Linked DNA regions of Mus musculus: regions 1, 2, 4, 5, 6 and 7 are each linked to region 3. The links are chromatin contacts, called in public ChIA-PET, Hi-C, HiChIP or PLAC-seq and promoter capture Hi-C maps. All regions are on one chromosome and are shown on one strand. The core of a region is the stretch at or near the end of the contact, and the rest is flanking DNA. Distances in the headings are between cores, read along the strand shown. Region 1 has its middle 22 kb from the start of Gm40047. Region 2 has its middle 42 kb from the start of Gm30292. Region 3 holds the start of Nhlrc3 (NHL repeat containing 3). Region 4 overlaps Gm2447 (predicted gene 2447). Region 5 overlaps Gm20750 (predicted gene, 20750). Region 6 has its middle 19 kb from the start of Gm30235. Region 7 has its middle 25 kb from the start of Gm40047.

Region 1 (3,353 bases), core at 16-2,515, 860 kb before region 3:
TCAGAGCCTCCAAGTTATTCTGGTGGACAGCCAAGGACATGTCCCCAGGTAGCTGGCCAAGTCCTTAAGGAAAGCTTCTTCTGTCTCCTAAGACCTCCTCATGTAAGCACCCACATGGCATAGACACGTGCGCCTAGTGACTACCCACGCTGTTTGCATGGTGGCTTTGCTCTTGTCATGGAACTCAAGTGGGATTCTGTGGCCTGAGATAGCAGCTCTAAGGCCACACCTCAACAGAGCATCTACAAAACTCTGGATTTCACAGGTGGAAAAATGTAAATATGGAAAAGACGAGCTTTTTAAAACCAAGGAAAGGAAGAAAAAAAAAAAGCTGTGTCTACAGAATGGCTTTTCCAGGAGCCTGACCCGTCTGTGGTACTTTGTGTGCTCAGAGGTAACCTGGAGTTAGGAAACGTTCTAAAGGCCAGCAGGATCCGCCTCAGTTTGGCTGAGAAAGTGCAATCACTGGCTGCCTGAGATATTACGCAGGGATTTGAATGCTGGGTACAAGTGCAACATGGAAATTATTTCAACAGTCAGTCTGAGTGTCAAGTGTCCTGCTGGGCCTCCGGGATCGGATACTCCTGTGGGCGAATGGAGCAGCGAACAGCGGCTGGAGCTCCATGAAGCCCCATTGCAGGGAGATAACTCGGTGGCCAGTCAAATTTGCCCCAGGGTTTTGGAGCTGGCCTTTCTGCTACATGCAAAGCCAGGACGCGTTTCTTGTCAGATGATTCAGCTGTAAGAACGTGCGTGTGTGGTCAAGCTGTCCGGATGGAGTCAAGCCTGCTTGTGTTCCCTTTTGATCCCTACCTTCTCTTACTTCTGCTCCTGAACTGCTGAACCCGGGGAAGAGCTGTTTGCCGTTCCGTGGCAGAATGACATCAGCAGGGAGGCAGTTCCTGGGCCAAGGGAGCCAAGTCCTCAGACACCATCTCGGAAGTAGGACAAGTACATTTTGTTTCTCCAATTCAACCCAGAGAACTGCCTGGTCCCCGAGGCCCGTGCCAAATGTGTTTGCGCAACCTCGGCAGCGGTGCCCAAAATGCGGCGCAAGACTCGGCCAGAGGTTTCGTTTCGTTGTGGAATGAATACTCACAGATGGTAGGGCTAGCGTTGTTGGTGGCCCTGGCTATGTGAATTGCAGGCTCAAACCTCCGCAAAGGTTAGGGTCCTAGAAGGCATGGTACTCGATCTCTGGCTAGGCCTATCATAACCCATTGCCTCAGTACTTAGCCTAGCCAAGGCACACAGAGCATTGAGGTAAAGCTGGCCAGGGCACTGTGCCATCGTATTTTGGCTAGGAGCATGTTCCTGGGCGCGGGTGGGGAGTTGGGAAGGAGAAAAGCTACCAATTTGGCTGTTGCTCCCGAACATTTGCTCTGCATTCTTGAATGCTCTTGGTTAAAGTCCTTATACCCCAGGCAATGGGGCAAGAATGCACACACACTACACATGTGAATGCATGCATACACAGAGAGACCCAAAACATCTTAGTAGATAAAAACCAGCTGTTTTGTGTGTGCCTATATATGCGTATTTTTCTTAGGAGAAATCAAGGACTATGAAAATGTGTTCACATGTAAATGACCAGTATTTGAAGGCTAATGTTGGTATCTTTCAAAGTCTAACGTAATAATAAACTTGTATGTTTTGTAGGGCTTTATAGGTCACAGTACATTCCACATGTCTCATTCATCTGATGGGCCTAACCACGATGTAGCGCATGTGTTAGCTTCTTCTCCAGTTCTACATTTAAGGGAAGCAGGGAAGTACTTTGCTCAAGACTGCATATCAATCAAGTCTCAGGATCAGACTAAGAACAGAGGCCAACCCCATCCAATCTCCTTACCCTGCCGGCCCCTAATCTTTATAGTAAAATGACCAAAGGGAAACAGTCCTGAAATCTACTCATCTATTTGTAGGACTGGATGACATGGCTCAGTCCCTCCCAGAGCAGTCACGAGACCAACAGCAACACCTGCTTCATTTGGGACTAAAACAAAACAAACAAACAAACAAACAAACAAATCCAACGAGTTCCAAGTCCACCCCTGACCATTCGAGTCATCATCTGCACTTTGATAGCATCATGCATATGATGAGCCAAGTTTGGGACAATAGGAAGGATTGAGCTAGGGTTATACTCTCCTTCCTGGCACACTTGGGAGCTCCTGATGTTTAAATCACATAATCGAAGGAACAAAAGAAGAGGAAGAAGGAGGAGGGGAAGAAAAAGAAAAGGAGGTGGAGGAGCAGGAGGAGGAGGAGCTGCTGCAGCTCATGGTAGGATCTTATACTCGCCGTTCTAAGAGCTAGATATAGGAGATCATGCCTCTAAAACTCTCCAGGTAGCAGCTCTGCAGTCAGGGCTGAAAATGGTTAGAGTAGACCAGGTGCTTTCCACCTTTGCTGAATCTGTGAGCCGGATCCACGGGAAACAGCCTAACCATGCATCACCCACCCCATTCCTGGTGGGTTTGTCAGGATTCATAGAACATTTTGCTGTATTGAATCTAAACTTCCCTATCGCTTGGAGATCTTATCCGATAAGCACCCGCGGGTGGCCATTCCCTGTGGGTAACTATTCCAAGTAAATTGGAGTCCCTTTCTTTTCTTGGGAAAAGAATCAAAGTGTCAAGAGCGAAGTTGCCAGCGGCCATATCTATCTGAAGAGATGCACGCAGCTTTGCGGTGTGTTAGGAGTGTTGCAACGCATTAGAATCCTCCTGGTGAGGAGAAATTTCTGGCTCAGATCATTTGCAATTGAGACAAAGCTTTTTTTGGGGGGGGGTGCCTCAGGATGAATAGGATGGCCAGTCCCTCTGCACATGGCACCTAGAGCATCAACAAGAAGAGTCCACAGGAATGACCCGGCCACCTGGTGAGGCACTGGTGGAGAGCTCTGAGGACGTATTGTGCTTATTGCACCTCTTCTGATTTTTTTTTTAAGATGGAAAACCCCAAACAACCTCTACACTGTCCTGCATCCAGATCACAATGTCAGATTTGCAACCACGCTTACTCTGCTGTGGAGCCATCTGTTTGAGCCATCAAGACAAAATTCATCAGGGAATGCTTATGTCTAGGTCAAGACAGGACAGCTGTGTGGTGCAGGCCACAGACCCAGCCCACGCAGGAGCTTGTAACTCTAGATGTCCCATATCCAGGGGGACCCACTTAGTTGCTAGGTTTGCAAAGCAGTCCAGAAACAGATGAGGATTTCGTGTGGAGCCCTGCCCTAGCACTGATAGGCAAGCCTGGGCGCCTGTGTTGTCATCTGACAGCTATGCCTGTCAGGCCTTGCCCTGGACATGTGAGGACATGTGCTTTGTCTGGGTGCCGCACACAGA
Region 2 (3,218 bases), core at 466-2,965, 620 kb before region 3:
TTTCACAAGTCAAGGCCAGCTACTGAAATTCCTTGAGAAAAGAGGACAGATTCCCCTTTCTATACTGAAAGGGGACTTTCTGGAGTGACAGTGGTGACTTTGCAAGAGTTTTGATGTAGGAAGCATGGCCTAATAGAGTAAGTAAAAGCAATGAGAGTGATGCTCTTAGAGCCTGCCCCTGGAAATGGATTTCCTGAGAGGAATGAGAGTCAGGAGAAAGTGAACAAACTTTAAACTGCTCAAGGAACAAGAGGCAAGCAGAAATCCTGGCCCTGTGTACGCTTTACACATACAGAGCACACCCTATGTATGATATGAAAATAGTATCTGAAAGCAAGGCAGCATGGACTATGTCCTGCATTAAACGGATTCACTGTGAGGCAGGAGAAGTCTTATCCCAGCCAGGAGCACACAGTCATGGGACTGGTCCTGACAGGAACGTAGACCCAGCTATGTACAGATGAACTGATTGATGATGGGGGTGGGGCTAAGAAAGAACAGCTTCTAATATCAGATTTGAATAAGATCCTGGTCTGAACAGCTTTAAGGCATCTGTGTGCACATGATCAACGGGGTCCGTGGTCACAAAACTCTTGCAGAAACGGAGGTAGAATCATTTTGAGCCTGTGGAAGCAGTCTACATCCCTGCAGGCTAGCCTAGCTCCTGAGACATTCTGTCATGGCATCCATCCTCCCTCCAGCATCCAGGACTTCTGCGCGCTAATTGGGTTTAAGGAAAACCTGTAATCCCAGTGTTCTGGCAGCTGGGACAGAAAGACTGAAAGCTTAAGGGCAGCCTGGGCTACAGAGTGAGTGATACATTGTCTCAAAAATAAAATCATAAAATAGCTCAAAATAAAATCAATAGAAGTATTTCTGTTTAAAGTACTGAATATTTAAATACTGACTATAAGAATGGACAGCACTCTTGTCTGAAGCTGTAGTCATCAGATGGCTCCCGGAAAAGCATCAACGACCCCCGAGACTTCTGTGTATACCCTGTGGGCAACTCATTTTTATCAGAATCTTTCTTCTCCTTCCTGTGTTGCCAGAACCTTTTGGACATGGGTTCTGGACCAGGAAAGACTATAGTCAGTAGAAATGCACTTGTTGCACCCTGAAGCTTCTCTGGGTCCATCCAACTCTTGGACCTGGGGACTTCCCAAGACTTTGCCCTAGGCTGCTGGAGAGTCTCATCTGTCTTCTCTGCTTGGCTGTACACTCACTGATGGCTAATGGGAGCAGGCTGTAGCGTGGGAAAGGCGAAGAGGGTTGCTACAGTGTTGCGGAGACTCAACGCTAGGCAGACTCTAGCTACCTTTGACAGCGACAGGCTGTTGAAGAGCAAGCGCTGCCTGCAGAGAGCTGGACTGTGGTTTGCTACTGTGGACACTGACTTCATTTGTTCTTATTTCTTGTTCTCAAGACAGCCTATGAATGCAGACTTGCCTGGAATTTTGAAGTGCATAGATTATTAAGGTAGGGAAGAGAAAATGTGGGTGTTAGAGGGGGACCACACCCAGGCAGCTGCCTAGGATACAGGCTCTGTAGTGTATTCTAGAAGTCCCTGGCAGAGCTCGGCCTCCAACAGAATTCTCCTCTGCCCTGAGACCGCCCATCTTCTCCTTCCAGGTTGTCTCAGCAGAACTCACCGTCTTGGCTGGCCTCTTCAGCCCTGGTTCATCTTCTCATCTGTCAGGGACCCACCTGTGGCTTTAATGTGGGCCTGCCTGAGCCCCACCCTCCTACACCCTGTGGTTATCGGTCCTCCACCCTGATCTTATCATCTGCAGGAAATCAAAACACCATGTGTGTGAGCATAAAATTCTGTCATTTATTTGTGTTGCAGACTTCAGGAAGAGGAGAGAAAGAGAAAAAAAAAAAATCACAGTTCACTTTTCATTAAAAAAAAGGGGAGGGGGGTCACAACGTTTAATTCTTAGTGACCTAAAGTCAGCTAAAGTCAGCTTCACTAACGACCAGGAAATGCCTGACCCTCGGGTCCTCACTGTTGTCATGAACTCCAAACGTTTTAAAAATGGAAATTAAAAAAAAAAAAAGTAATTACCTCTTAGCGTGTTAAAAAGTTAAGTTGAATTGCCCATTACCATGGAGATGGCTTCCTGTTTACCACACTGGTCGCCCAGCTGTTGAAGACCAGCCACCCAGCCAATGAAAAGACAGCTTTTAGCTTCCCTTATTCCATTAGTGCTTCAAATAGTGAGTCAATACAACCTGTAATTTACTAGTCGGTAAAATTTGATAAATTGTGTTTTCATATATATTAGTGGTTTTACGTTTAACAAAGTCCATCATATGGAATTACCACTATGGTTAAAAACATTATTTTATATTTTGAGAGGTAGGGGCTTCCCTGTGCTTAAAATGCCTACCCTGTGCCTTTTAAAATTCTGGTATAGCATTCTGGTACTTCAGACAGCCTCCTGCAATAAGGAATTGTCCTCTTTCCTCTTCACTGGTCAAGAAAGCTGCACTATTACCCAATACTGATACATAATATCCTTTATAACAAAATCAAGACTCTGGCTACCAATCCCCAAAGACCCTAGGATTCTAAAGTACACTATTTTGTGTCTGATAATAAATAAAAATTATTTGAAAATTGAGAAGTTTTTATTTTTCTTCCCGGCCTGCATGTAAAAATATTATCAAGCTACCTAATGAGTCCAAGGAGATGGGACCACAGATTTCAGTAACTAAATCATTTGAAGAAGAGAGGTATGGGGACTTGGGTGGAAGTGCCATGCACCTGGGAATGTGGCGATATTCGATACAAAGTATGGCGATAAAGAAGAGAGTAAAGTGTGTAAGCAGGAGGAAGCCAGCTCCCAGCAGTTTGTTGGAAAGCTTCAAAAGAGCCCTCCTGTGAAACAGTCGGCAGCTAACCACAGCTCTGGGAGGCTTCTCCTCACCTTGGAAGAAGCTCAAAGCTTCCCTAATGAGCCCTCAGGTCTCCACAGTTTCCTGCCCAGACCTTTTGGGTCTGGTCTTTTTGTCCCTTTCCTGCTACCTCCCTGTCCTTCTCAGAGGCCTTTGTGCAGCACCAATGGCTTTGGAATATAACTATCTATGCCACTGAAAATGGTGGCATCTTGAGGCAGAATGTGCTGTGCACTTAAACTTTATCTTAAGCAATTTAGGTATCTGCGGTAATGTTCGAATGGGATAAGCATATCTTAGTGGAACCCTGGCAGTAC
Region 3 (3,128 bases), core at 38-2,537:
AATTGCATAGTTAGCATACTATAAATGCAGCAGGCTATCTAGGTGGGAAACACTTCTTTCCTTTCTGTTCATCTTCTTTTTTTCCTTTTTGTCATGCTCAGATTGACTGTTCTTTTATTATTCCTGTCTGTTGTGATCAAACTGAATGTATATAATTAAAATTAAAAAAAAATCTCTAGTTGAAGAGATGGCTGAGCAGATGAAAGTGTTTGCTAAGCAAGACTGACACTCAGAGTTCAATCCTGGAAACCACTGGTAGTTGATAACCGCATTAACACTCTGGTCTCTCTTGACCTCACAGGCTCACATATTAAAAAAAAAAAAAAATGCATTCTACTTACTTGGGCTACGTAAACTAACCCGTTGAGGGAATCAACTGCAACACAAAATGTTGCACCAGTGAAGTATTCCGAATTCTTGGGCCAACCCAAATCCAGCCGGAAAAGAGGGTCCTCCATTCTCCAGGAAACGTGAAAAGAAAATGTCCTTGAAACCTCAAATAAAATCAAAATACTCAGATTCAGTTCGACAACCAGAAGGTAGCCGGAAATAAGATTGTATATCTAAAGATCAAAACAACCATAAGAAAAGTCTAATGATGACTTAAGAGTGTAGTAAGAGCTGGGGAAAATCCAGTGTGTGTGTGTGTGTGTGTGTGTGTGTGTGTGTGACTTAAGAGTGTAGTAAGAGCTGGGGAAAATCCAGTGTGTGTGTGTGTGTGTGTGTGTGTGTGTGTGTGTGTGTGTGATGTTTACTTATTTTTATTTAGACTTGTGTGCATGAGCTCGGGTGAGTTTATGTGCACCATGTGCCCACAAAGGCCAGAAGAGGGCATCAGGCTCCCTGGAACTGGAGTTACAGTGAGAGAGTGAGCCTTCAAGTTGGTGCTGGGAATCGAACCTGAGTCCTCTGAAAAAGCTGCTCGAGCTCCCAACCTCCGCGCCACCTCCCCAGCCCCACGTGCATTCTTTTTACACTAAATGAGAGGACGAGTCGTCAGCTGCTGAGCCCCAGGGGAGCAGGTTTGGGACCCCAGGGGCTGTACCCCTCGGTGGCACCCACACCCACAGCCTTCTGCCTGCTATTTACCAGCGAGCCACAGAAGCGCGAATGCAAAACCAGACAGGAAAGGAAGAAGGCGGCGCCCGCCAGGCAGACCCAGGCTCTCGCCATCGCGAGGGTCTGGGAGGCGAAAGTCAGCGAGGCCTGAAGCCGGCTCTAGGGCAGAGGCAGACTAAAGCACCGGGAAACTCGACCGGAGAACCGCCGAAGACTAATTCCGGGTGTCCTGCTCCTTGCTCCGCCCCGAGTCAGGCGCCCAGCGAGTGACCCTGGTCCCCACGCCGAGGTGCTCCTGGCCACTAGGATGGCGGCGTCCGCAGATCTTCCTGACCTACTTACTCTTCGCTCCTTTAAACTCACTTTCAAGAAGCAAAACAGAGCACCGAGAAACTGAAGAGTTAGGGGATCGTGACACTAAAACAATGACTACCACGCTCCGAAAAGGACTTTAGTCACGTCTGCTCCACAAGCATTCAGGCTTCTGCCGTGGACGCCTATATTCCCACACTAGGACCCCGCCCCCCCCCCCCGACGCCCCAAACTAATCATTTGTGCAAAAGCGACTTAAGGTGGCGGTGCACCATTGCGTCTTGTGGGCGCGACACGCTCTATCAAAGGTCCCCTGGAGCTGGTGGGGCATTTAGGGGAGCACCCGCTGGGCGCCTGGCCGTATGAGCGCTGAGGTGCTCGAGAGCCTCCCTTCGCAAGGCTCTGGCCCCCTTCGTCCGGCTCCTAGTGCGCCCCGGCCGCCCGCCCGCTCCCGGAAGCTACGAAAGCCCGTAACAAAGGACCTGCGGGGGCCGCCGGTTGCCGGAGCTGCGGGACCCCGGGATCGGGCGGATCGGCGGGTCTGAGCGCCCGCGGGGCCACGTGTCCCGGATCACGGCGGTGAGCGGAGCGTGGCTCGGCGGCCTTCCCCGGAGCACCCGGCTGTCGGCACCCTCCGGAGCCCTGATTTCTGCAAACGCACAAGCCCGCTCTGCTCTGAGCAGCTGAAGCTTTGTGTGAAGAAGCTACTGAAGTCTGATTTTTATTTAAAAAAACAAACAAACAACAACAAAAAAAAACCCAACTTTTTCCAAGTTTTCGTTCTGGGATTTTTTGTTTTGTTTTGGTGCAGTTTGCAATACTCTACCTCCTCGCCTCCTTTCTCCTCCTGGTGTATTATCCACGAGACGAACCTGGGATGAGCGTTTTGTAATTGCAAGAACTGTGAGACGTCACGACGGAATAGTACTCAAGATGGACAAAAAGTCCTTTGAGACGGTGCTGGATGAAATTCGAAAGGTAATTGACCTTGTTCCCTGAAATTCGTCTGAGATAATAATGGTCGTGAGTTACTTTCTTTGAGGTGTTGTGTGTAGTCAGCAGAGGAACTTGAACTTTCCTGTGTAACGTAAGAACTTGCATCTTGGTCCGTTGCACCGCTTAAATAGAAGATAAACCACCTCACTGCTAAACTTGGGAAGTCATTGTGGTACGGGAATTACGTTTGTACTACCTACAGCCCCGGAGCCAACTGTAAATCCGTAATAACTGAGCTTTTGGTTGACTGACATTTATTCAATGTTAACATGGTTCGGTAACAGGAGTGACTAGGCACTGGAAGGGATGCCGAGAAAGTTCTTTTCCAGATCTCTTCCCCTGCCTTTGCTCTCCTTCCATCTTTTTGACACTGTTTATATTTCCTATTTCCTGGAAGGAACCAGGCAGCAAAAAAAAAAAAAAAAAAAAAAAAAAAAATTTGGAATGTAAGGTTGAGGCTAAAAGTATCTCTTACATAAAAAATAGCAGGTTGCCTGTTTGACAGAAAGGGCAGTGCTGTGACCTCACAGCATCTCACAGCTTGCATCTGTTCGGCATCTCAAACGGTGCCCCTGACTGGCACTGCAAAAATTGGCGCCAGATCTAGAGGTTTTTGTTTTTGTTTTTTTGTTTGTTTGTTTGTTTTTTGAGACAGGGTTTCTCTGTATAGCCCTGGCTGTCCTGGAGCTCACTTTGTAGACCAGGTTGGCCTCGGACTCAGAAATCCGCCTGCCTCTGCCTCCCGAGTGCTGGGAATAAAG
Region 4 (3,092 bases), core at 427-2,926, 710 kb before region 3:
CATTAAAAATAAAAGTATTTGGGGCAGGCCAGATGGCTCAGCAGGGGAAGGAACTTGATACCAAGCCTGAGAACCTGAGTTCCATCCTCGAGACCCACATAGGAGAGAGAAATGACTGCTGAAAGTTTTCCTCTGATCTCCACACCTATACCTCAGAATGCACATGAGTGTGGGCACACAAACACACACACACACACACACACACACACACACACACACACACATACATAGAGTAATGATTTTAAAAAATTAAAGCATTTCGTTAATGTATACTCTGGGTTTTCCTTCTGAAAAAGACAAGATATAGCCTCAGCAGTCTAGAGCATGAGACCTGAAGGGCTGGTCCTAGAGAGGCTCCTTCAAGCTTTTTGAGCAAACTGCACTGTTAGCACTAAAGGTAGGTGTGAGTGTGCAAGCGTGTATGTGAGCGTGTGTGTGTGTGTGTGTGTGTGTGTGTGTGTGTGTGCTGCACCCTACCCCACAACATATTGCTCTGATTATAAAGAGCTACTGTATTTTTTGCTTTGGGAACCAAACTAACTACCTACTATCTTAGGATATGAACTTTTATTTCCATGGGATATTTACTCCAAATGATCATTTGTTTAACCCACTGAACTACACAGATCACAAGAAGGTAGTATTCATGGTTAACATCTTGCTGGGAACAATACTAAGAAAATATGTTTTCTAAGAGTGAGTGTATAAAACAGGTAGAAAAATAGAAGCAAATTACCTTAAGTAAAAATGGTGAGAGGGGGGTGGAGGCAGCATCTAGGTTTAGGTGAGAGACATAATTCTAACTGCACAAGGCAGACCAATGTTGAATTCCGTGATCACTATTTTATAAGCAAATGGCAATAAAAAGGAGAAAGGGAGGAGGAGGAAGGAGGAGCACGGTACAGTGGCATGAGGCACCATTCTGCATTGTTAAGGTTCTAAACCCCAAATTTCCAAAAGGAGGAATTTCAGTGTCACTTGCTCCCCAGCCCATGGCGATAAACCTCCAGAGTGCATGTCACAGCCCCAAGTGACCCTGGTTGTGTCAGCAGCTCCACTGGGTGTATGACCTTTGGCACAAATAAAATGTATTTACTCATGCCTGAATTCCAGTGACAAGTCCCCTTAGATAAAGCTCCACTAGGGGCCACCTGCCCTCAATGACCTGCAAGGCTTTCAGGACCAGCTTTCGTGCTCTGCGCACCTCCTACCGAGGGCTGCCTCACTGGAAAGACTTGACTTCCAGCACACAGGGAGGGAGGTGGGACTCTGACTTCTACAGTCCATTTGGCTTTGCTTCCCTTTGAAGCCATTATTGAGAAGCTTTCCGAGCACGGATCTGCAAACACAGACACCAAGGAATCCTGGGCCCAGAGTTCAAACAAAAGTGTAAGGACAAGTGAGGTGAACGGTATTGAGATCCCACGTAGACCTCTCCTATTCAAAGCAGTCCTTCCTTGTCCTCACCCTTTGGAGAACGTTTGAAATGATGGAAGTTGTATTTGAGCCTCCACTCTGAATGCTTCTGCAGGGTAGAGGTTCCTCCGCGGAGCTTGTGAGGGTTAACTGAAGCAACAACCTCTTTTATGTCTTTACAAGTAGTCTGTTCTCCATTTTACACATGAAGAAGCAGAACAACAAGAGTTTAAGTCACGTGGGAAGTAATACAGCTGTGAAGTGTCCATCCGAGACATCGGGTCAGAGCAGGTCAGGAAATACCCACTAAATCAGATTAGCTGCACACTGCTGTGGGCTTGTCTCTCTCAGAAATCTGTGAGGAAACAGTCCTGGTACTCCCTAGCATTATCATGTTCTCTGTCAGGTTCATGGGGTGTCTGTAGTTTGTTCCTGTAAAGCAGGGTAGGCCACTGTTTATCTGCCCCGGGATCTTTACAATCCAAAACTGATAGCACAGTTTATACCAGGGTGATGGAGAATACGTCCAGGAGAACAGGCTTTATAAACACCCAGTCAATACCGAGCAAAGGACAGGTGCTGTTTGCAAGACCCTGAAGACTGCACTCTTTAGGCAGAGGGTCAGAACACTAGGCATGCCATGTTCCAGTGAGGGTCCAGTGTCCTGACGGCAGGGCTGGAGCTAAGTCACCAAGCCAAGGATTACACCCAAATTGGTTATTTTGGGGCAAATGGGGCAGATTCTAGACACTCGCTACATACAGTATCAGCTGATGTTGCTTTGTACAAAAATGTAGTTAGATGTATCCTTTGGATTGCATTTTTCCTTTACAAGGAAATGATGTCAGATTCTGCTAAAATAAAGCAATGGCTGCTCTGCCTTTATTGTGCACATTCCAACGCAGACCTATTTATCCATCTTTACACTCTTTAGCCTTTGTGCTTGATCCCTGGAACCACGAGGAACAGGAGGCTGAGAGTATTGGTAGTAGTATTGTTGTATCTAACAAGACAACAGGCATAATAAGTCTGTAGTGAACAATGAACTACGGTTAACAGAGATTTGAGCGTTCACCATGGGACAGTCAGTGAGCTGTGTGTACTTCTTCAGTAGACTCCAACATGCCTGTGATGTATGTGTGAGTATCACCCACAAGCCAAGTGAACTCTGCCAGGCTACTGAAGCACTTTAGGTCCAGCTTCGTCCTCTGTTTTAGGAGCTGGGAGGTAGCTGTAATAACTGGGTTAAGGCATACAGTAATTGCAAAGACTGCCTGGGTTAATACCTGGGTGGCATTTGGAACAGTGCCGGCATTCATAAATGCCCAATAAACACTGGCTAGTTTGTGTATTTATCTTAAGATAACCTCTCAAGTCATTTGAGGGATCAAGATTGGAACTCAAACTGCCTGACTTCAGATCCTGTGTCTCTGTGCACAATTTGAAAGCGTAATCAAATAAGTGAGGAAATAGCCGGGAGTCACGTGGCTATATAGTGGCAGGTTTCAGGTCCCTGTCACTCAAGCCTACAATTTCACTGTCCAGTCTGAACTTCCTGTGTGCATTAGCTGTCCAGTACTCCGACAAAATCCCCTGATTAATGAACTCAGAGTGAAGGAGGGTTTGTTTTCATTTTGTCTCACAGTTATGGAGATTTCAGACTGTGACCAATTGGC
Region 5 (3,514 bases), core at 226-2,725, 540 kb before region 3:
AATGGGATTGGTGTAATAAATCAACAGAGGCAAAGCCAAGTGTACGCGTGAGACTCTGACCTATTAACTGTTGTTACGGTAACAGCTCACTTTATACCTCTGTCCTTTGGGCAACCAATACATACAAAGCCCGGTAGTGCTCCTTGTTGTCATGTATAACAACCTGTTAAAGGGCAAGTCTGAGTGGGAGTTTCTGAGAACATTGCCTGTGCGTGTGTCTTTAAAACAATTCTCAACTTTAACCTGGTCTACCTTATTTCAGCTATGAAGCTCAGAAGCAGATCTATGCTAGATGCACATAATCTGACTTTCGGCCCCGTTCTAGATTTAAAAAAATGAGTCACAGACTATAATTCTTAAGAGGCAAATCGTTACCAGTATAACTTGGTATCCTATTAGGGAGAATAAAATTCTTCAATCAGATCTTGAGTTACTATGTTTCAAACAAACTCTTCCTGGCAGAGTCCTAGCAAAATCAATAAATAATAAAGAAAGAAAGTAACTCTGGGGCTGGAGAGATGGCTCAGCACTTGAGAGCACTGACTGCTCTTCTAGAGGTCCTGAGTTCAATTCCCAGCAACCACATGGTGGCTCACAAACATCTGCAATGGGGTCTGATGTCCTCTTCTTGTGTGTTTGAAGAGAGCAATGGTGTACTCATATACATAAAATAAATAAAAATTTAAAAAATCTTAAAAAAAAAAAGTAACTATGCACTCACAGTGTACGTGTTGTCCTAGTTAGTTTTACCATTGCTGGGATGAAACTCACCAAAAACAACTTGGGGGATCAAGGGGTTTATTTGGCCCATAGTTATCCCATCGTCAAGGGAAACCAGGGAGGGAACTCAAGAAAGGAACCCGGGAGAGGAAGCGAGGCAGCATGGAGGAGCTCTGCATGGTGGCTTGCGTCCCGTGTGTTTTATACTGCACGGGACAACCCACAGTGGTCTAGACCCTCCTACATTAATGAGAAATCACAAACCACACCCGCTCAGACAGTCCATAGGCCAATCTGATGGGGGCAATTCCGTGTTGAGGTTCCCTCTTCCCAGGTGGGTCATGCTTGCAACCACCTGCCAGATGCATGCTGACGCATCCTAGAGTAGCATCTTAAAGGCTACCCACGCTAGGAAACAAGGCAGCAAAGGTGAAATAACTAGGAAATTTATTCATGGGTGATGTCATCTCAATTTTGAGATCACACTTTTATCTTATTTTAATTCACCGTTCTAAAGCCCATGGCCACTAGGACATTTGTTAAAAACTGAAAGACCACTAATACTCAAGAGTCTAAAACTGCATCAATATGTATTTATAGCTTTTAGTTTCTCTTTCTGTTTGGGTGATATATGCAGTATATAATCTTATTGAAGTAATAAGTAGATATTATTTCCGTCTTCAACAGCGAAGTTCCCCATTTTGTCTTCTGTTCTTTAGCATTAGTTTCTGTTCCCTCTCAGAATAAAGAAAGTCTTTCTTTCACAGCTTCCAATGCTTACAAGAGACCTGGGGCTGCTGGGTTCTACAAGTAGCCACATCTGGGGAGCCAGAGCTCTCATTCCCAGTTCCCATTGATTCTGTGATTTAACAAAAACATCATGGGGCCAGCAAGATGACTCAGCTGGTAAAGCCACCTGCATCCAAGCCTGACAATTCAGGATCAACCCTCAGGACCTACAGGTTCCTGAAAGTTGTAGTCTCCAAAAGCACCCTGGTGCATACAGCACCACCCCCTACACACACACACACACCACTGCTGCCCATGAATAATATTGCAGAGAGAGAGAGAGAGAGAGAGAGAGAGAGAGAGAGAGAGAGAGAGAGAGAGAGAAATTGTGTCAGAATTAGAAGAATCAGACCGGTGAAACCCATCCCCCCATCTTCCACCACATATTAAAGAACTAGAAACTTTGTATGTAGGAAATCTTTTTGGAGTGTAACCGTGGTTGATTAATTACCTTTGTCGTGAATCTCTTTTCTGAGCATTCGCTCTGTAACCTGGGATACTCTTCACATTTGCATCTGAAACAGGCCAGTAGTCGGACATCTTATCCATTTGTTTCTAGTGAAAGAAGGGTACAATAATTGCAACCACAGAAAACAACCATGAAGCCACAAAATGAATTCAACAAGGCCTTGAATTCTGCAGTAAGGAGGAAAAACAGCAAGGGAGTCTACAGCAGGGCCCTAACTATTTATATAAACCATTCAACTCTTTTAACAGGATTAGAGACCAGAGACAATACAACAAATCTGCTGGGTTTGATTGACAGGACTCTCTGGGTGCCTATTAGGCAGTTTCCTGAGACTTGAAGTATTTCAGGTTTAAAATTTTGTAGCAAAACAACGTTTCTAAGTTTCCATGATGGGAAGATGACTTTTAATGGGAGGGAAAAAAAAGTCTCAAAGCTGGAGAGCCTATTTGTATACCCAGTTTGAGAAAAACCAAAACACGGTAACTTTCCAGAAGAAAATTGAAAACAGAGTTTGTACCTCCTCTGTGTGCTTTAGTAACCGCGGCCTGGTGTGGGAGTCTGGGTATTATTCAGCATGTCCACACTTAGTGTCTGTGCCTTGGGACTTTAGCTACTACCTGATTTTCAGTTATACTGTTTCTTCTTGAGTCATTCCTTGGCCATGGAGTCCTTTTATGAAGTCACAATAAATACAAATTTGCCTAGTAGTCTTTACAAATTGTTAAAACAACAGGACTTGGACAGATGCTCAGCCATTTGCTGATCCGGGATAGGTTTCCAGCATCCACATAGCAGCTCCGAAGCATCTGAGCTGTCTAGTCCCAGGGCACCGGCTCCCTCTTCTGGTCTTTCTGGGTACTGCACACAGACATATAGACAAACATACATATAAAATAAAAATAAATAATAAAAGTTGTAACTATTGTAAGAATGGGATTTACAGATATAATGGATCTGTCTTCTGTGGTCAACACTATCACTGGGATATTTTGGAAATTTTAATATATGTCAGAAGGAAAATGAAAAGAAAGTGGTAGAAAGCAGGAAAAATGGGAAGAAAGCTGAATTGGGGGACTTGGGGGAAGGAAGTCTGAAAAAAGAAAAGTAAAAAAGAGTGACTAGGGGAGTGAAGAAGCAGGAGGGAGGAGAAGGGGAAGGAAGAGTGGACCGGAGGGACCGAAGTGGAACCTTTTACCCTTTCCAGAGACGGAGACTTTGATCATCTGAAGACAGCTACAGTGTATAATAGATAAATAAATCTGAAAGAAAGCAAGGAAGGAAGGAAGGAAGGAAGGAAGGAAGGGAGAGAGGGGGAGGGTGGGGGGAGGGAGGGAGGGAGAGAGAGAGAGAGAGAGAGAGAGAGAGAGAGAGAGAGAGAGAGAAACTACTTTCTATTACGATTGTAATCGCACTCATCTACAGGGGTCTGTTCCACAGCTGAGTGCATATTGTTTTGTAAGCAAACTTTAAACATTTACCCACTCATATGTTTTTGGGATTTGGATTCTTATCCCCATAGCATGGGATAGATGAAGC
Region 6 (3,334 bases), core at 298-2,797, 830 kb before region 3:
GGGAGAAGTAACAGAGTGGGGCAACTGGAGCTCCTTCCCACCCACCAAGTGTAGATCTGTAAACGTCTGTCTTTCCATACACACACATGTAGGTGTATGTGCATAGATCTAAGTATGCACCAACACTTGTGGAGCTGATAAGACAGGTGGTTGGGTATGACCGATGTGTGTGTGTGTCTATGCGTTTATGGGTGTATCTGTGCATGTGCACATGCATGTGTAAAATATTTTAATTCTTTTCCTTTCTTTTCTCTCTGGTTCATGAAGAGTTAATAAATTCCAAGCCTCTTCTCCTGACTGTAAGAGGTTAGAGAGAGAGAGAGAGAGAGAGAGAGAGAGAGAGAGAGAATGTGAGTCTCTCTCTCTCTGTGTATGTGTGTGTGTGTGTGTGTGTGTGTGTGTAAGAGAGAGAGAAGAAATCAGAGCTTATTAAAGCACAAATAGAGAGCTACAGAGAAAGAAACTAGCACTTACCAGCACAGAGCAGTAAGAAAGAGTTAAGTGTCCATAGGCCATCAGCTTCTGGCCCCCCAGAGTAGTAAGAGAGATTAACAAGGCCATAGGTCATCAGTCTTTGGCCTTCGTCCAACTCTGTGTCCCACCTCAGTACTTGTGATTCCAGGAAGGTCCCCAGTAGTTCTAGGAATTAGGTAAGATGCAAGAAATGGCTCTTTCCCTGGGAAATGCGTAACCCAATGGGCAAAGGCAAACAAATTCAAATATATATTCACTCTGCAGTTTGGAGAGAAATGGTGGATTAATGCATTTCGAGTCCACTGTGAAGCAATAACCAAGACAGCTCACGGCATACCAAGAATGAAGAACAACATTCACCTTTTATTGAGCACTTACCATGCCCTGCTTTTTGTCTGAGATATATTACACAACTTTATCATAACAATCCTCTGAGACAAGGACGGGGACTTTGGTTGTTGAAAGATTTTGTGCAAAGCTGCCCAATTAATAACCAGAAGAACCGAAATATCATGCCTATGGCCATGCTAACAACTATACCGTGCTGTCTTCCTGGAAAGGAAATCTATCACTCACCGAACTCCTTCTCATGTGGGGCTCAGTCAGTTAAATGCTCTTCATATTTCCACGACAACCAGAATGCAGGAAGGAGGAGCTGTGACTACTCACTGGCCACACATACCTGTCTGGATCCCACCTCTCCATCAATTAGCCAGAACCTGAATAGTGAGCAGGTCTAGGCTTACACATTGGCTCATGCCACTAGCCATAACTCCCTAGTCAGTTTATCCAGTGTTCCTCATGCAGAGAACAGTTTGTCCTCAGTGTCATCATCTGCCCCCATTAATAGCTAATGTCGCCAAGGTGGCCATTGTATTCATTCGGCAGTATGACTAACGGTTGCAGTATACATTTCCACAATCCTCCGTTGTGGAATACAAACAAGATCCTTCTGAGGGGTTAAGGTGGGTGCTTAGAAAAAGCAGCTGGCTGTTAGAACAGGAACCGGGGTTCCTCAGCACCCTCACATTCCATATACCAGCCCTCTGAGTCACCCAGCACACACCCTTCTTCACTTCCTCTCCTAAAAACAGTTGCACTTTGTGCCACAAGAACCATGTCTACTCCAGTATTGACCATACTTAATGGTGGTCCTGGACATGTTGATATGAAGAAGGATTAAATATGACAGAGCCCTAATTAGACAGTCTCTATGTTATAAATTGCTTTTTGTTGTCAATTGCAGATTTATTTTTCCTTTCTTTTTTTTCTTTTCCTTTTTCTTTAATTTGTTTGTTTTATTTGGTCTACCAAAACCAGGAAGTCAAAGCCATAATTGCTCTTCCTGCGAATCAAGATAAAAAAATCCCTCTTCTGATCTCCTATTGCTACTCAGGGCCCCTTGTTCCAAGTTCCTATGCTGGGCCCCATGACATCATGTAGGCAGAAATGGGAGAAGAGAGGCTTCTCCTGATGGTTAGAGAGAGCTGAGCCTCTCGGGGCCCTAAAAGGTAGCAGACATGATAAAGTGCAGTGGCATTGTGTGAACTTCACTCGAGGGCATCATAACTCAGAGGTCTGAGGTTCTGACCTTCAGGTGATGCTACGCCTGCCTTAGTGCTTCTCACAGTGGAGCAGCAGCCCTAGGCCTGCTGGGAACTGAGTGAGAAAGGTGTTTCTAAGTGTGGGATCGAGGATGGGTGTCTTTTAGCACCTTGTGCTGAGTCAGAAGCGCATGTTCAATTGTTCTGTAGATTGCTCAGCCTCTCTAATTCACCTGACTCACAGGTTAGTAACTTAGTAATTGATGAGGTAGTCTTTAGTTTTTACCAGTGAGTCACAAGTGTGTGTGGGGGGGCTGATAGCAGTTCAAGTTGTTTCATGATGTCACTGGGATGTAAGGATGCTTCTCTGACTCTTCAAGAGGCAGTCGCTTGCCAGCCAAGGTCATTCTGCATCCATCTGTTAGAGACAGGCTGGTGTCACTTCTGGAGCCCCCATATACCTGGTTCCCCACAGGGGAGAGGGAGGATAAATGAGGTTGTATGTGTAAAATGTTTGACAACTTGGGCAGAAACCTCCAGGTAGAGGAGGTTTCCTACCACGATCCCATCCCCTCAAATAGTCTTTCTACCACTCCTCATGGACACTGAAAACCCCCTGCCCTGGCAGCTGTGCCAAAACCTGCCTTGTAGCCTGCTCATTCATAGTCCATCACTGTCTACCGGGAAGCCATGTTCATTCCAGTCTCAGTGGTCCTTTGGGGGCATTGCTGTTTTCCTGGTGCACATGTTAGACTCTCTCCCCCTCCTTTTCTCTTTAGTACTACACCTTCAGCACCAGATCTCCTCGCCATGGCCCACTCTCCCACTCTGAGCCAGTTCCTGTGGGTGACTCATGAAGGCCAGTTCTCCTCCGCTGATGCGCTGGTAGTACCTGGCTGTGTTCATCTCTTCATGCTTCCATCCAGATTCTATTTGAGGGTCTGCTGTATGCCATACATGCGCTTGTAAATGAGTTGGAGACATAGGAAGCAAATGTATACTCTACATCCTTCTGCAGTATATGAATCTATGTCTCAAATGCATACAACCAAATGGTAAATATGATTCAAAGTGATTATTTCACACCACAGGGAATTCTGTCTGCCTGAACAGCGTGCTTAGCTTACTGCCAGATAGACCTAGGAGTATTGCTGAGCCCAGCTCTCCCTTCCTGTAAGTCTCTGTCGATTATCTGGGTTCCCCCATTCCCAGAGCCATGCCCCCCTTGCCTATGTGGAGACGACAGCCTTCTCCTCTCCCTCTTGTTCTCCTAAGGCTGAGAGTGGGTGCTTGCACCATTAAGATCTGACCTGTTC
Region 7 (3,395 bases), core at 452-2,951, 910 kb before region 3:
TGCACACTGCCATGCTTCCCACCATGATGATAATGGACTAAACCTATGAAACTGTAAGCCAGCTTCAATTAAATGTTTGACATTATAAGAGTTGCCTTGGTCATGGTGTCTCCTCACAGCAATAAAACCCTAACTAAGAGAGTAGGTAGCTGTAAGCCACAAAGGGAGGCCTTGGGACACACTGACTCTGCATATAGCTTGGTCTCCAGATTCCACAACTGTGAGATGAGATCCTTTAAGGCAGTCTGTCCATGGCAAGTGAGGAGGATTAAGCTAGAAATGAAGCTATGTGTGGAGGATAAAGGATAGGGTAAAGTTTCTGTGCTGAAGAGTAGAAACTCCTGCAGTGGACAGACATGGTTGAGTTGAAAGCAGGGCTTTAGGATGCATGTGGTATCTCTTGATGCTAACTGCTCAGTTTTTGACTTATGTCATTGAAGAGCATCCTGAGACTAGGTTAAATAAATTATGCTGCCATTCCCATCCCTCCATCCATTCATCCCTCCCTCCATCCCTCAATCTCTCCCTCCAGGTATCCCTCCCTCCCTCAATCCATTCCTTTTCTACATGCCCAATATTTATTGAATATCTTCATTGACTGGGATTAGGACTGATTATACTAATTAGTGGGAGTTTAAGCTTCAAATCTCAAGGATACAGAGAAAAGAAACATTGCAATAGCAAGAGAGGTGTGGAAATGTACCCAGATCTGATAGTAAGCAAAGGGACCCCCACTTCCTGGAAGTGATGTCTACATGAAGATCTGAAGATGAGCAGAGGGAAAAGGAGAAGGATTCAGTTCACTAGAGGAGGGGATAATGGCAGTGCAGTTGCTCAACGTAAGAGTCAGATCAGAAAGGCTGCGTTACTTGGAGACATGAAGCAGAAGGCAGTATGGCTGAGTCTGAGGGAGCCATGTCCTAGATGTGAGGGTGGGCTAATGGTAGACAGTATATGATGGGCTGTTACTGGTTGGGAGGTAAAGATTTGGCAATCACTGGAATAGCACATTTACTCAATGGGCAGATCTGCAGGGATCCTCAAAACTGGTTAAGGAAAGCCAGCAGTGAGCCAGAAGATATAGCAATGAAGCTGCCAAAGGAATGTAAAGATCCAAGAGCAAGGGCATCACTGCCAGTGGAAATGGGGCTGAAAAACAAAAGCATAATGGAAAAAGTGCCTACTCAGCAACTTTGGCAAGGTCATTGACCTCCCTGAAATCAGAGGCTTCCTGGTAGTCCAAGTGTAGGAGAGGCATGATAGTAAGATAGACCTTGACCTAGAACTGAAGACGTTTTGTATGGGAGCCCATTTGAAGATGGAAGCAAAGACAGCCTATTTAAATTTGGTAAACTGGGGGGCCAAGGCATTCCATTATGGGTGGGTTGGTTAGGGTTCTAATGAGAGTGATGGAATGTGTGGCCCACTCAGATGTGATGTGGTGGCAGCGGTTGCCCTTTAGACTAGACTGTGAGAGTAGAATCCTGCCTCTTCCACTTTCTGGCTGTGACCTTCAGCAAGTATTGAACCTCCTCTCTAAGCCTTGGTGTCTTCCTCTGCAGGACATTTCCCCTACACGACATACCCCTGTCCATCTTTGTTTTCTTGATTATATTCACCACATGGAAAGCCTACTGCATAGACCAGCAGCAGGGCACATCTACAGGAAACCCAGCTCGTCTGGGGTGTGACTCAGGAAACCACAGCTATGTGTCTCCGGGAAAGCCCAGCCTCCCTTTCTCTGAAGGCAGAGCTGTGGTTTGGGGACAGTCAGCTGAGCTGCAGGAACATTGCACTCAACGTCTGAGATTCTTCAGTTGTGAGCACCACTACGGTATCTGATGTGCTGTGAAGAGTGTGGAGGAAGAGCCAGGCAGTGGTGCCGCATGCCTTTAATCCCAGCACTTGGGAGGCAGAGGCAGGCAAGGCCAGCCTGGACTACAGAGTGAGCTCCAGGATAGCCAGGGCTACAAACCCTCTTTTAAACCCTGCTCCCCAAAAAAGAGTGTGGAGGGAAGAAAAGCAATTCCTCACTTTCCAAAGCAGATACCATCTTCTTTCCTTTGCTACCTACCTCTCTCCAGTGGGCGTGGCTGTGTTCCAGTGCACTTTTTCCTCATTAGAATTTGTTAAGCTAAATTTGGACCAAGGTGAGCCTTGAAGCAGGGATCTGAGTCATAACTGAAATGGGAATCTAGCTGAAAACTTCATGTAAAACTAATCACTAGCTGAACCTCGACCACGTACAAAATGGCAACTCTGTCAGTTGCAGGTGGCTTACTCTTCAAACTTTGTTCCAATATGGCAAATGTCAGGCTATAACTGGCCACAGTGAGGGCAGACAGGTAATAAACCTATTGAACAAATAAGAGAGTTAAACCTCTGTAGAAAACATTTTTTTCTCAATAGATTTGTATAAAATTCAACTTCATAGAATAATGTATCTTTCAGTATACTTTTAAGCCAATAGCTATACATGAGAAATGTATGTTTTTGATTGAAAATCTCAATACAATATTTAAACAAAAAGACAGAAATAATCTTGAATTACATTTATATACAATAATATGATGTTTGAGTTGGGCAGAATTCTGAAAAGAAAGTTCCACTCGCACATGGACTGTGTGCCCTGCTTGGTGTTAGGCTAAGAGAAGAGCCACACACAACAGACGTGTCCTTGTGGGAGATTAGGAAGCCATGCTGGAGGCATCTTACATTCTAACATCACAGATATTATTTATATACAAATATGCAGGCCACTCATTGTAATGTTCCTTTTTAGAAGGTTGACCAGAAGGATTGGATTGATGTTGAACTACATTCTAACTTTTTCCCAGACTCAAAGCAATCAGGCTCTTGTTTATGGAGATTTTTATGCAGATGGATTGCTTTTAACATCTGTCCCTGATGGTAAGAATGCCAGAAGGTGAGAAGAGCTACAGAACTCTGGACTGTCCTTGAATGTCACGCTCACAGAGCCTGAAGAGACTCTGGTCTCCACCTCTTTATCCCAAGGATGGCACATTCCTTTTGTAGGGGAGATTAGCATGAAAAGGCTGCTCCAGCCAGAGACATTCAGGAGGGCACTTGCGCTCTACCTTGATGACCGCTGCTTCTTGCAAAATAACTTGGACAAGGAGTGGAAAGTGACCCCCCATTAAGATTAGGTTTAGTCTTTTTTTTTTTTTTTTTTTTTTTTTTTTGACAGATGAGGTGGCCAAAGTCTGTGAGTTGTGTTGTCTTTCTTTCTCTCTTTCTTTCTTTCTTTCTTTCTTTCTTTCTTTCTTTCTTTCTTTCTTTCTTTCTTTCTTTCTCTCTCTCTCTCTCTCTCTCTCTCTCTCTCTCCCTTCCTTCCTTCCTTCCTTCCTTCCTTCCTTCCTTCCTTCCTTCCTTCC

What was found. Promoter capture Hi-C pulls out the DNA fragments that hold promoters and counts their contacts. A called contact is a pair of places that touch in the nucleus more often than the background predicts. ChIA-PET counts read pairs in DNA pulled down with a chosen protein or histone mark. HiChIP or PLAC-seq counts read pairs in DNA pulled down with a chosen protein or histone mark.
Region 1: a contact with region 3 is called in a Hi-C map of muscle stem cells, with 5 times the contacts expected there. The contact joins the enhancer-like site here to the promoter of Nhlrc3 in region 3. A contact is called at or near these places in 1 of 39 promoter capture datasets (pre-B cells), 1 of 484 Hi-C or Micro-C datasets (muscle stem cells) and 2 of 115 datasets of contacts at active chromatin or transcription factors (bone marrow-derived macrophages and large pre-B cells).
Region 2: a contact with region 3 is called in an RNA polymerase II ChIA-PET map of memory CD8 T cells, with 7 read pairs. The contact joins the enhancer-like site here to the promoter of Nhlrc3 in region 3. A contact is called at or near these places in 7 of 39 promoter capture datasets (the 3T3-L1 cell line, the C10 cell line, cranial neural crest and 2 more), 1 of 15 datasets of contacts at CTCF or cohesin (large pre-B cells), 3 of 484 Hi-C or Micro-C datasets (cranial neural crest, embryonic limb bud and pre-B cells), 10 of 115 datasets of contacts at active chromatin or transcription factors (bone marrow-derived dendritic cells, double positive thymocytes, embryonic forebrain and 6 more) and 1 of 9 other capture datasets (embryonic stem cells).
Region 4: a contact with region 3 is called in a promoter capture Hi-C map of the C10 cell line, with 4 times the contacts expected there. The contact joins the enhancer-like site here to the promoter of Nhlrc3 in region 3. A contact is called at or near these places in 3 of 39 promoter capture datasets (the C10 cell line, hippocampal neurons and pre-B cells), 1 of 484 Hi-C or Micro-C datasets (pre-B cells) and 3 of 115 datasets of contacts at active chromatin or transcription factors (bone marrow-derived dendritic cells, embryonic forebrain and large pre-B cells).
Region 5: a Hi-C map of pre-B cells shows a contact between it and region 3, with 4 times the contacts expected there. The contact joins the enhancer-like site here to the promoter of Nhlrc3 in region 3. A contact is called at or near these places in 5 of 39 promoter capture datasets (the C10 cell line, embryonic stem cells, hippocampal neurons and 1 more), 1 of 484 Hi-C or Micro-C datasets (pre-B cells), 4 of 115 datasets of contacts at active chromatin or transcription factors (bone marrow-derived dendritic cells, epiblast stem cells, hepatocytes and 1 more) and 2 of 9 other capture datasets (adipose tissue and embryonic stem cells).
Region 6: a FOXA1 HiChIP or PLAC-seq map of pancreatic cancer cells shows a contact between it and region 3. The contact joins the enhancer-like site here to the promoter of Nhlrc3 in region 3. A contact is called at or near these places in 1 of 39 promoter capture datasets (the C10 cell line) and 4 of 115 datasets of contacts at active chromatin or transcription factors (astrocytes, large pre-B cells, microglia and 1 more).
Region 7: a contact with region 3 is called in an H3K4me3 HiChIP or PLAC-seq map of bone marrow-derived macrophages, with 3 times the contacts expected there. The contact joins the enhancer-like site here to the promoter of Nhlrc3 in region 3. A contact is called at or near these places in 2 of 39 promoter capture datasets (the C10 cell line and hippocampal neurons), 3 of 115 datasets of contacts at active chromatin or transcription factors (bone marrow-derived macrophages, large pre-B cells and pro-B cells) and 2 of 9 other capture datasets (adipose tissue and pancreatic islet).

The regions. Positions count from the first base shown.
Region 1 is chr3:52,600,231-52,603,583 of GRCm38.p6, forward strand. No RefSeq gene overlaps it. Among named protein-coding and RNA genes, the nearest start is that of Gm40047, 22 kb to the left of the region's middle. Within about 2 kb of position 1,266, at least 54 of the 459 cell types and tissues checked have an H3K27ac peak or open chromatin away from gene starts, as enhancers often do. A contact at or near this core is called in muscle stem cells, where this site is marked.
Region 2 is chr3:52,838,651-52,841,868 of GRCm38.p6, forward strand. No RefSeq gene overlaps it. Among named protein-coding and RNA genes, the nearest start is that of Gm30292, 42 kb to the left of the region's middle. Within about 2 kb of position 1,716, at least 56 of the 459 cell types and tissues checked have an H3K27ac peak or open chromatin away from gene starts, as enhancers often do. A contact at or near this core is called in memory CD8 T cells, where this site is marked.
Region 3 is chr3:53,461,971-53,465,098 of GRCm38.p6, forward strand. It overlaps Nhlrc3 (NHL repeat containing 3), which reads right to left and starts at 1,288. Exons shown (of 7, transcript NM_172501.2): 1 at 1,090-1,288; 2 at 342-494. The coding sequence starts at 1,173. Proser1 (proline and serine rich 1) reads left to right here and starts at 1,825. Exons shown (of 13, transcript NM_173382.2): 1 at 1,825-2,349. The coding sequence starts at 2,305.
Region 4 is chr3:52,753,490-52,756,581 of GRCm38.p6, forward strand. All of the region lies in intron 1 of Gm2447 (predicted gene 2447), which reads left to right. Among named protein-coding and RNA genes, the nearest start is that of Gm2447, 15 kb to the left of the region's middle. Within about 2 kb of position 1,677, at least 37 of the 459 cell types and tissues checked have an H3K27ac peak or open chromatin away from gene starts, as enhancers often do.
Region 5 is chr3:52,922,631-52,926,144 of GRCm38.p6, forward strand. Gm20750 (predicted gene, 20750) reads right to left here. Exons shown (of 5, transcript NR_040555.1): 2 at 1,961-2,064. Among named protein-coding and RNA genes, the nearest start is that of Gm20750, 3.3 kb to the right of the region's middle. Within about 2 kb of position 1,476, at least 29 of the 459 cell types and tissues checked have an H3K27ac peak or open chromatin away from gene starts, as enhancers often do. A contact at or near this core is called in pre-B cells and pro-B cells, where this site is marked.
Region 6 is chr3:52,628,889-52,632,222 of GRCm38.p6, forward strand. No RefSeq gene overlaps it. Among named protein-coding and RNA genes, the nearest start is that of Gm30235, 19 kb to the right of the region's middle. Within about 2 kb of position 1,548, at least 64 of the 459 cell types and tissues checked have an H3K27ac peak or open chromatin away from gene starts, as enhancers often do. A contact at or near this core is called in pancreatic cancer cells, where this site is marked.
Region 7 is chr3:52,553,515-52,556,909 of GRCm38.p6, forward strand. No RefSeq gene overlaps it. Among named protein-coding and RNA genes, the nearest start is that of Gm40047, 25 kb to the right of the region's middle. Within about 2 kb of position 1,702, at least 115 of the 459 cell types and tissues checked have an H3K27ac peak or open chromatin away from gene starts, as enhancers often do. A contact at or near this core is called in bone marrow-derived macrophages and pro-B cells, where this site is marked.